2 separate regions of the Mus musculus genome follow, and region 2 is linked to region 1. Evidence: chromatin contacts called from public HiChIP or PLAC-seq data. All regions are on one chromosome and are shown on one strand. Each heading gives the region's core, a stretch centred on a gene start, on an enhancer-like site or on the middle of the called end of the contact. The rest is flanking DNA. Distances are from core to core; before and after follow the strand shown.

Region 1 (4,477 bases), core at 147-2,646:
TCGAGCCCCTCCCCCAACCCAGGGATAAGAAATAAACACAAAAGCAGCAGGACTCCCTGCGCTCGACAGGTGGGTGCCAGGCAACTAGCTAGAGCCTGAGGCGCTGCTGGAACCCAGCTGCGCTCAGGGCGCGCGGGCGTGGCCAACAAGTCCGAGCTGTGAAATGCTGGGGACTTTCGCGCTTTGCCGAAGCAGCGCTGGAGACCTGGTGTCAGAAAGTCCAGCAGGTAAACTCCAGCAGGGACAAAGCTGTCAGTTCGAGCCACAGCAATGCTCCTGAGAGCAAGCCAAAAACGTACAAAAGGGAGTCACTATAGCAGAGTCTCAAGTTAGCCAGACTCAGCCTGAGTTCTGTGGCTGTGCTCATCTGTGTCATGGGGATCCCCCACAACCTTTGACTTTCTTTGGAGCATTTGCACGTGGGCTTCGAAGGCCCAGGAGACCCGGCCCACCAATTCAGTCACTTGTCCCTTGGTTATTTAGAATCGATGTGGCCTAGTACCATGCAACTGTTCATCATAGCGCTCCAACCAAGTGCGCAACTCAGACACCTGGTAACCGTCGGGGCCACGGCCTCCCTGGTACATGATGGTGCCACTCTGGATGACGTAGAGGCGCTCAAAATAGGCACCATATGCGGAACTGCTAGAGTTGGCCATAGTGTCCAGGACCAGAGCACAGCCAGGTGCACCTTGTTGTAGTACTCTCGCTGCGCTGACACGGTCCTCCAGGCTGCGGTGCTGGGGGATGACATAGGGTGAATCTGTGGTGACCCAGCCGTCGGATGGGTGGGCTTCCTCGATGTAGATGATAAGGAAGTCAACGTCGCGCTGGTACTTGGTGACCAGGCGCTGGAAGGCGCTCATCCGCGCCATGAACGGTGGTCAGGTACAGCTGCCAAAATTGAGCACCAACGGGCGGGTCCCTTGTGCGTAGTCGAGGATGCGCTGGCTCTGGAAGCCATCAGGTCGGACAACCTCCGAGTTGGGCGCTGGGCCACCCTCATGGGCTTGCTTGAAGAAATCCAATTTCTGGCCATGCCACACGGCTTTGAGAGAGGCCAGGGTGCACAGACGGTTGTCGTCTGATACGCATATGGGCGGGTCGTCAGGGGGCATCTCCTCGCCTTCACTGTTGAGCTCTACTTCGGGCTCAGGGTGGTCAGGATGGCGACGGCGCAGGAAATGCTTGCGGATGCACAAGAAATCTAAAAGCCAGAGCATGAAGGCCGTGCCTAGGAAGCGCGGGAACAGCACGAGGCACGAGGCGGTCTGGGCGCAGAGCCTCAGCGAGTGAAGCAGCAGAGAGCGGAGCATGGTGGCCGCGGGCCCCGAAGCCCCCGGGGGCCCTTCACCTTCTCCGACCACCAACCTCGAGGCGGCCTGGCGAGGCATCTGGTCCTCGGTGCTCTGGGAGCTCAATTTATAGTCAAAGCTTGAATTGGCGGGAGACTCCACCTCCGACCGGGGCCCGCCCCCTTGCAACTTGAGCCCGGAGGGATCACCCAGAGGCGCGGCCAATGCCCCAGAAATCTTGGGTCGAGGGCGGGCGCAGGCTGGTCGAGGGTGGAGCGGTGCGTCCCGGGGCTGGCAGGGGCGGGCCTGAGTCCCGCAGCCCGCTCTCAGGGGCGGGGGACCCCGAAGCCGCTGTGTCCAGGGACTAGGAGCCCGATCTCAGAGCCAAGCAGTCAGTGGTGGCAATGGTGTAACCCGCGCAAGCGCCTCGCACCTCCTAGGTCCCAGCGGGCGGGTCCCAGCCCGCGCCCTCTTCGCCGCGCACCTGAGCTGAGTTCCCCGGCGGCCGCAGCGCCGCGCCGGAGCTCCGGTTCGCTTCCCGCGCGCCGCCGCCAACGCCGCCCACGCTGCTGCTGCTCGTGCGGGGTCGCTGCCCAGGTACCGCGGGAGTCCAGGTCTGCGGCCGCCGCTCGGCCGGCCCCCGGCTGCAGCCCCGCCGGGGACGCGGGCCCGCGAGGAGGCAACTTTGGGTTCCCGCCGCCTTCCCCGCTCGCCCGCGGGCGCCGCTCGACTGCCGCAGCCCGTCCGCCCGCCTCCCGCGCGCGCTCACACTCGCGCCTCGCACACGGCCGCCCCCCGCACCGCCCCGCCACGCACACCGCGCTCCGCGCCCCCCGCCGCTGCCCGAGCTTGCCGCGCGCCGCCCCAGTCCGCGCCGCGCCCGCCCCGTCCCATCTCGCTCCCGCCGGACGCCGCGGTTCCCGGGTCAGCTGCCCCTCGGCTCCAGCCCGGAGGTGCCGAGGGCAGGGCCCGCGGGTGGGCTGGCGCCCAGCTCGGGAGACCCGGAGAGTCGCGGCAAGCGACGCCGGGCCTCGCCCTCGGCCGGCTCCGGGACGCCCTGGGCGCGGGGCGCTGCGGGCGCGGGGCGCGGGGCAGCGGGCGCGGGGCGGCGCCGGCCCCGGGCGGCTCTCCCACTAGGGGTAGCTGTTGCCTGAACGCGGGAGCGCTCCCCTCTCGCCGCTTGCCTCGCCCGGCGCAGCCCCGGCCGCCGGGCGCACCCGTCCCGTTCGTCCCCGGACGTTGCTCTCTGCCCCGGGAACGTCGAGACTGGAGCGCCCGAACTGAGCCACCTTCGCGAACTCGGAGCGCGGCGGCCCGACTCAACCGCGGAGGCGCCCGGACGCGTAAAGTGCGTACTTTCAACAGGGAACGTGTGCTGAGGCTTTTTAGGGGTGCGGGGCAACTCCCCAACAGCGTGGGGCTCTGGTCGGCTCTGCCACAGCGGCGCAGACCTCCTAATCTGTCTCTGCGCGTGGCGCACTGCTGGAGACTTGGGTTCAGGGGCGGCGGGGCTGCTTGACCTGGGGTCCTCGAGACCCTAAGCAAGTTCCACTTTAGATACACCTCACAATGACCCCTCAGGTCAAGGCCTCAACCCGAAGGCAGCGCCTAAGAATCGCACTCCCTAGAATGCTCCAGCACTCACAGGGGCCTTCTCTGGGGTAACGGGACCCCAGCCGGATACTACAGCTCCAGCTGCTTGCGTCCCATGCATCGCCCTCTCGGGAGAGACCAGCTACCTAACTTTCTCTACCAGAGACCGCGCTGGCGTCTCGGGAGGGTGAGCACAGTCAGACCACTTTCCATTAGCCATGGAACTTGTCCGGAAAAGTCGACCTCAAGTAGCCCAGAGGGCGCCCAGGTAGGCGCCCGCCCTCACCACCTGGTTTCTGCTGTCCTGGCAGGATGCTCTGCCCAGGGAGTCCCTCGGTCGCGGGACCTGTGGCCGCCAGAGCAGCTGGATCTGGAGTGTGCTGCCTGTGAACAGCCTGTGAAAGTGGCTCTTCTCCCTCTGGGTCAGAGGATGTCTCTGCTCTGGGGGCAAGGGAGTAAACATCAGCACTTCCCACCTGAAGGAAGCCATCAGACTCCTTTGCTGTTTCTAGCACTCTTTGTAAGGTCTTTCAGGAGGACTTCAGAAATCTCCCTGAACGTGCCTGGCTGGGGGTTCCACTCATGGTTCTATCCCTAAGCAGGGCTCCTCTGAGCTTACAGATCAACCCCCCCCCCACTCTCTTTCAGACTTAGGTGGTAAAGTGAGAAGAGACTCTGGCTGGAGAGTCTGAGAGACAGATTGGGAGCTTCTGGGCGCTGTCTTGGGTAGAGCAAGAGATAGTTCTCTTCAGCCCAAGATCCCCTCATCTCTGGGAGATACCAGTCTAGGGCTTGTGTCCTGCTTCTTCCTATAAGGACCTGGGACAGGGATATGAGGCCGATCCTCCCCTTCTCGCATTATGTGTGTAGGTGCATATGCCATGTGGCAGCCATAGTCTGGGACAGATAGAAGTCCTTCTGGTCCTGCTCTATGGGACCAGTCACCCCTGAACATCACCCCTTTCTGATATGGGACACTTGGGAAACCCTGCCATCCACATTTCTGGACAGGGGCGGGTGTTGTGTGGGAAATAGGCTACACCCCACACCTCAGGATTCCAGAGCCTTGGATGAAGAACCCAGGCCTTCGACTTCCCTGGCATCCTGTACAGGTGAGGAAAGACCCAAGGGGTGCCAGTGATTCTGGCTTTGGGGACACATACCTGGCTTGACAACCACACCAGTGCTCCCTACCTTTCTGCGGTTCCTCCTCATCTCTATTTTCCTCCCCAGTCCTCTTTTCCCATGCCCTTCAGGGGAGCACCCCTAACTAGCTGTAGTTCTCAGCCTTTCTACCAGTTACTTAAACTATCTTGTCTTGTCCCAGTGGTCTAGAACATGAATACTGGCCCAAGGCCAAGACTCTTCTGAAATCCATGAGGGGTGTAGGCCTCAGTGGACCTGGCAGATTTGGGAAGGGACACAAGTTGGGGTACTTGTCCTGTTTCAAGAGCCGGGGTGGGATGGTATGCTCTGGGCTCTCCTGCCTGCTTTCTCCCAGCTCCAGCAGAGGGCAGACAGGGAGAGAAAGGAGGGATGCACTGGGCTGGGTCCATTTGGTATCTTGGACCAACTTGGTGGAGGAGGAG
Region 2 (4,491 bases), core at 1,985-4,484, 78 kb after region 1:
GCTGGGGACAGACAGGGCTCCTTTGCTTCCCATACCTTGGGGCTGCTTCCTTCTCTTCCTTCCTTCTTAGCTCCCCCCACCCCCACCCCCAAACTCCATAGCCTCTCCCACTGCGTTGACTCTCTGTCTTCCATCTTTCAGCTGTTCCCCCACTCCCCTCCCATCACAGTCCTAGTGTGTAAAAGACCAACTAGATCCTCTCCCACCAATGGTCAGCTCTTTTTCAGTTCTTAGATACTGCCTGGGCTTTTAGCTAGTGCAGGATGGTTGAACCAGAATAGGGTGTTCCTGGGTGGCTCAACGACCTTGTCTGGCAGCGCGATGATCCAGCCATAGGCACCCTGTGGGGCTGAGGTAGAAAGCCTGGGCTGGGTCTTGTCTGTTCCTTACAAGGGTGTGTCTTTGGCAAGTCCCTTAGCTTTGCTACCCGTTAATGTAAAGTTCAGAAGTGCCCCAGAGGTAGTATGTATGTCCATGACCAAAGAGTTGCCATCATGGCTGCAGAGTCCCGAGGTCCTGCTTTGAATTGTGTCATAACAGTCTCCCGACACCCATGGGGTCAGGGAGTGTGGAGGTGTGGTGACTTACATAATGTCAGGGAGAAGTGGAGATCACTGCCCATAGAATGGCTTCAAAGGGCAGCTCCAGCCCAGGCGCCTCCTTGCTGATTTTATAGAATTCCACATCCTTTCAGGGTCTTGGGTTACAAAACAGTCACGGAGAACTCATGCGCCCCATTAACACTGAGACTTTTATGTATTTACAATTCAGCTTAAATTTTTACCCAGAGAAGTTTTCAAAATGTAACATGTGTTAGTCACTGCGTGAGTTGCGAAACCAAGGAAATATCTGCAAAGTGCTGGCCTTGACAATGTAATCTGGCAAGGCTTAGGGGGGGAATAAAAATAACACTCATGGCTCGGTAGCGTCGCCATCTCTGAGGGTGGGGGGGAGAGCAGAGCCCTTCCCAAGCCCACAGGTGGCTGCTGTGCATATGGGTACACGGGATGGGTGCCTACCCCAGGCCTTTCCTCTCTCTTTTCTCCAGGGCCAGCTCAAGTAGTGCCCCAGGCGGGATGGTTGAGCTCAGCCAGAAGTGGCAGGGACAGACACCAGTGATTCTGCATTCAGATGGGGCTTTTAAGACTGTACTCATTAGCCAGAAGGTCTTGGGCACAGAGACTGGAGGACATACAGGGAGTGGCGGCCTGTTCTGCTGTAGGAGTCCTGTTTAGGATGATGGACTTTGCGTTCCCCTCATGTGACAAGGCCAGCTTGAGTTTTCTAAACACAGCGAGCCTGCATCTCCCCACTGTGTTACAAGCCCACCCGGGTTTTTGGAGCTGACATAAAAGTTCCCGTCTGCACGTGTGTTGTCTGGATTTCTTGGATTTGTTTTTCTTGCTATTACACTCCTGAAAGATTCCTAGCCTAGCAGTGTTTCTGCAGGGGCAGAGGGCTGGGGCATCAAGCCCCTCTGAGTCTTGCCTTCACTGTCCCTTCCAGACTCACCAGCTTCAAGGGTTATATATACCTGTACCTTCCTCTGAGGCCCAAGGGGCCCACTCCCATTACCGAGGCTAGACTATGTACAGGATCCTGAGCTAGCCCAACCCCATATACTGCAAAGGCACTAGCCAGGCTGAAGGGCTTTGTCTGCTGCTTCTAGCTGCAGGGATCTGTAGATAGTATTGCCTGCATCCCATGCTCTCCCTGGAAGGGGCTCTGCCTACCTGGAACCACAGCTCTGGGATGTTACAGGAATGACAGCTGAGCCTCTTGAGACTCAGAGAGAGTGGTCTGTGATTCTTTTTGATCTACAGAGGAGGGAGCCAGGATGTGGTAGCACCTTGCTTGCTCATCACATTGGCCGTACACGACAGACCCGGGGCTGCACATGCCCAGGAGTCCCGCGTGTCCTCCCGAGGGCATACCTCTTTGATCTCTGAGCTCCATGCTTATTGCTCTACTGTAGTCCCCATAGCCTCTCCAACTGTCCCTGAGACTAACAGCTTATATTCCTAGGTTCTGCACGTATCTCCCTCCTGTCCTCACATATCACCTCCTCATTTCTTCCTTGCTGTCTGGTGACAGTATCTGACTGTATGAGTTTTGCCAACTGTCTAGTTTGTACCCTCCAGGAAGATGGCAGGGTACAGGCTTGCTGGCAGAACCTGGCCTGGGCCAGCCTCATAGCAGACTCTGAACCTAGCTCCTTGAAGGAAGGGTTTGTTGATATTCCCCGAGGCTGGGTTCCATGTCTGGGCACAGGACCATTCAGCTCCCTCCTATCTCCAGGTCTTTGGCTGGTCAGCATTTCAAACGATATTGTTTCATATTAAATTATTTCAAATTCCACGGACCCTGGTTTCACAATCAAATAATTTGATCTTGTTTATAAATGGAATTTTTATGTTTTTGACAGCTTCTAGCTTTGCTAGGCTGGATGGTCAGTGGAAGTTTGTCCTCCTATGCCCTCCAGTCCATCTCTGTTACCTTCCCTGGAATATCTCGGAGTCCGGGAACTGTCCCGGAGTTGGGAGGCCAGCGAGGAGGGTGAGTGTCCTTAGGCGTCCTGTGAGGAGGTGACTTTACTAGCTAGGGATCCAGTGCCCAGGGCCTTCTTGGCTTTCCTGGCCTTTTCCATCTTCTGGCTACAAGCATGAGAAACCCCACAAATAAAGGAATTAGAAATGAAGCTTGGTACCCATCGCCCCCATGGCTTATCCTTTGGCTACAGAAGCTAAAGCGCATGTCCCTAAGCCCTGTCCCAGGTGCTTATACACTCTCTCCAGGAGTTTTCCTTTCTTCTGTCATCCCTGATCACCTTAAATGTCACCAGGGACACCCAAAGCCTTGTGGGATGAAGACCTAGATGTGAAAGACGTGACCTGTGGAGGCCTGGGTTTCGTGTGTGGACCTAGGAACTGGTGGCTGTGGGTGCTGATGTAAAGACTCCAGAACACACTGGTGGCTAAGCTGTCTATGCAGCAGGTCGAGGGGCCAGGCTGAGGAAGGCTGAGTACAGACACTGGGCTGAGGAAGAACGTTTGTTGTCGAGAAGACCATACTTGGCAGAAGTTGCCAGATCCCACCTGAAACAGATAAGAATATTAAACTAGTGTAAATATTTTAACCAATGAACTGAATCTCAGGCTCTCCCTAAGAAGTCCCCTTGCCACCTGGGAGGCTGTGCTCTCTGGACGGCCAATAAAATGGTGCATTTGTACAAGGTGCTGGCTGACTCATGCACTGGGCGAGCTGGAGCCCAGGGAGAACAGGGAGGTTGCCTTGTGCCTGAGTCTCAGAAAGGTCAATCGCTAGCTGCCTGAATGAGTCACCCCCCAAGTTTTCACAACTTGGAATCCCAAGTCCCTGGTGCAAATAATTAGGAAGTGGGGGGCCTTTAGGAGGGGGTGAGCTCATGATGGTGGAGTCCCTTGGGTGGATTAGCGCCTTTATAGAAACAAAATGTCTCTGTCTTCCTTTATCTGACAGGATCTCATGTGGCCCAGGCTGGTCTCAAACTCACTATGGAGTTAAGGACAATCTTGACCATCGGACCCTTCTTCCTCTGTCTGCAGAGAGCTGGCACTCTGCAGAATGAATCCAGGGCTTGGTGTAGGCCTGGCCAGCAGTCTATCAACAGAGCGGTATCCCCAGTACGTTCTCTCTTTCTCTGCCCCTCCCTCTCCCTCCGTGTCTTGTCTGGACAGAGAGGTCAGCCAACATGTGGCAAACCAAGTTAGTCTTTTACCAGAACCAAACAGACAGGCCCCTGGATCTTAGACTTTCAGGCTTAGACATTAAGCCTTCGGTTCAGTCTCAGACACAAGGGAAAGTCTAGATGCCCTAGTGCAAAGCCGTTAGGTAGAACGGATCCCCTAGTACTGGGAGGTGGGTCTACCTTTTGCTCTCTCCAGCCTGGCAACTGATTGGTTGAGGCCCACCTATATATCTGGGAGGGAAAACTGTTCTCTGGAGCCAATCCATTCCCATTCTAAAGTCATGCTCAGATGCCCGAACAGAACTGGCCCCCAGTAACACGCGCTCTTTATCTGGCTTCCTGGCCCTGCAGACAGAAGCAGACTTGATCGTCAGAAGACATTCTAGGAGCCTCTTGTCTTTTTCCTTCCTTGCTCTTCTTTGATATATCCCAACTACAGTCCCCCCTCCTCTTCCTCCTCCTCCTTCCTCCTCCTCTCTCCCCCACACTGATCTTCCACTCTACCTCCCCTTAGAAAAGGGCAGGCCTCCCAGAAGTATCAACTAAATGTGGCACCACACGCTTCATTAAGACCAGGCACAAACCATAACACCAAGGCTGGGTGAGGCGGTCCAGCAGGCAGAAAAGGGTCCCATGGATAGACAAGAGTCAGCCACTCCAACTGTTAGGATTCCCATAAGCTCAACACCAAGCTACTCATCCATATCACATGGACAGAGGACCTAGGCAGAATCCCACAGGCAAGGAGTCTCTTTTTAAAATAT

The links. HiChIP or PLAC-seq counts read pairs in DNA pulled down with a chosen protein or histone mark.
Region 2: a FOXA1 HiChIP or PLAC-seq map of pancreatic cancer cells shows a contact between it and region 1. The contact joins the enhancer-like site here to the promoter of Dio3 in region 1. A contact is called at or near these places in 3 of 39 promoter capture datasets (embryonic stem cells, hippocampal neurons and stem cell-derived epiblast-like cells), 18 of 484 Hi-C or Micro-C datasets (the Patski cell line, embryonic stem cells, liver and 2 more), 2 of 115 datasets of contacts at active chromatin or transcription factors (kidney and pancreatic cancer cells) and 2 of 9 other capture datasets (adipose tissue and pancreatic islet).

The regions. Positions count from the first base shown.
Region 1 is chr12:110,276,149-110,280,625 of GRCm38.p6, reverse strand. It overlaps Dio3 (deiodinase, iodothyronine type III), which reads right to left and starts at 1,396. Exons shown (of 1, transcript NM_172119.2): 1 at 1-1,396. The coding sequence starts at 1,394. The coding sequence ends at 480. It overlaps Dio3os (deiodinase, iodothyronine type III, opposite strand), which reads left to right and starts at 2,558. Exons shown (of 4, transcript NR_002866.2): 1 at 2,558-2,643; 2 at 2,877-3,075; 3 at 3,200-4,000. It overlaps Mir1247 (microRNA 1247), which reads left to right and starts at 2,497; the gene lies at 2,497-2,578.
Region 2 is chr12:110,199,889-110,204,379 of GRCm38.p6, reverse strand. No RefSeq gene overlaps it. Among named protein-coding and RNA genes, the nearest start is that of Gm40575, 2.7 kb to the left of the region's middle. Within about 2 kb of position 3,234, at least 12 of the 459 cell types and tissues checked have an H3K27ac peak or open chromatin away from gene starts, as enhancers often do. A contact at or near this core is called in pancreatic cancer cells, where this site is marked.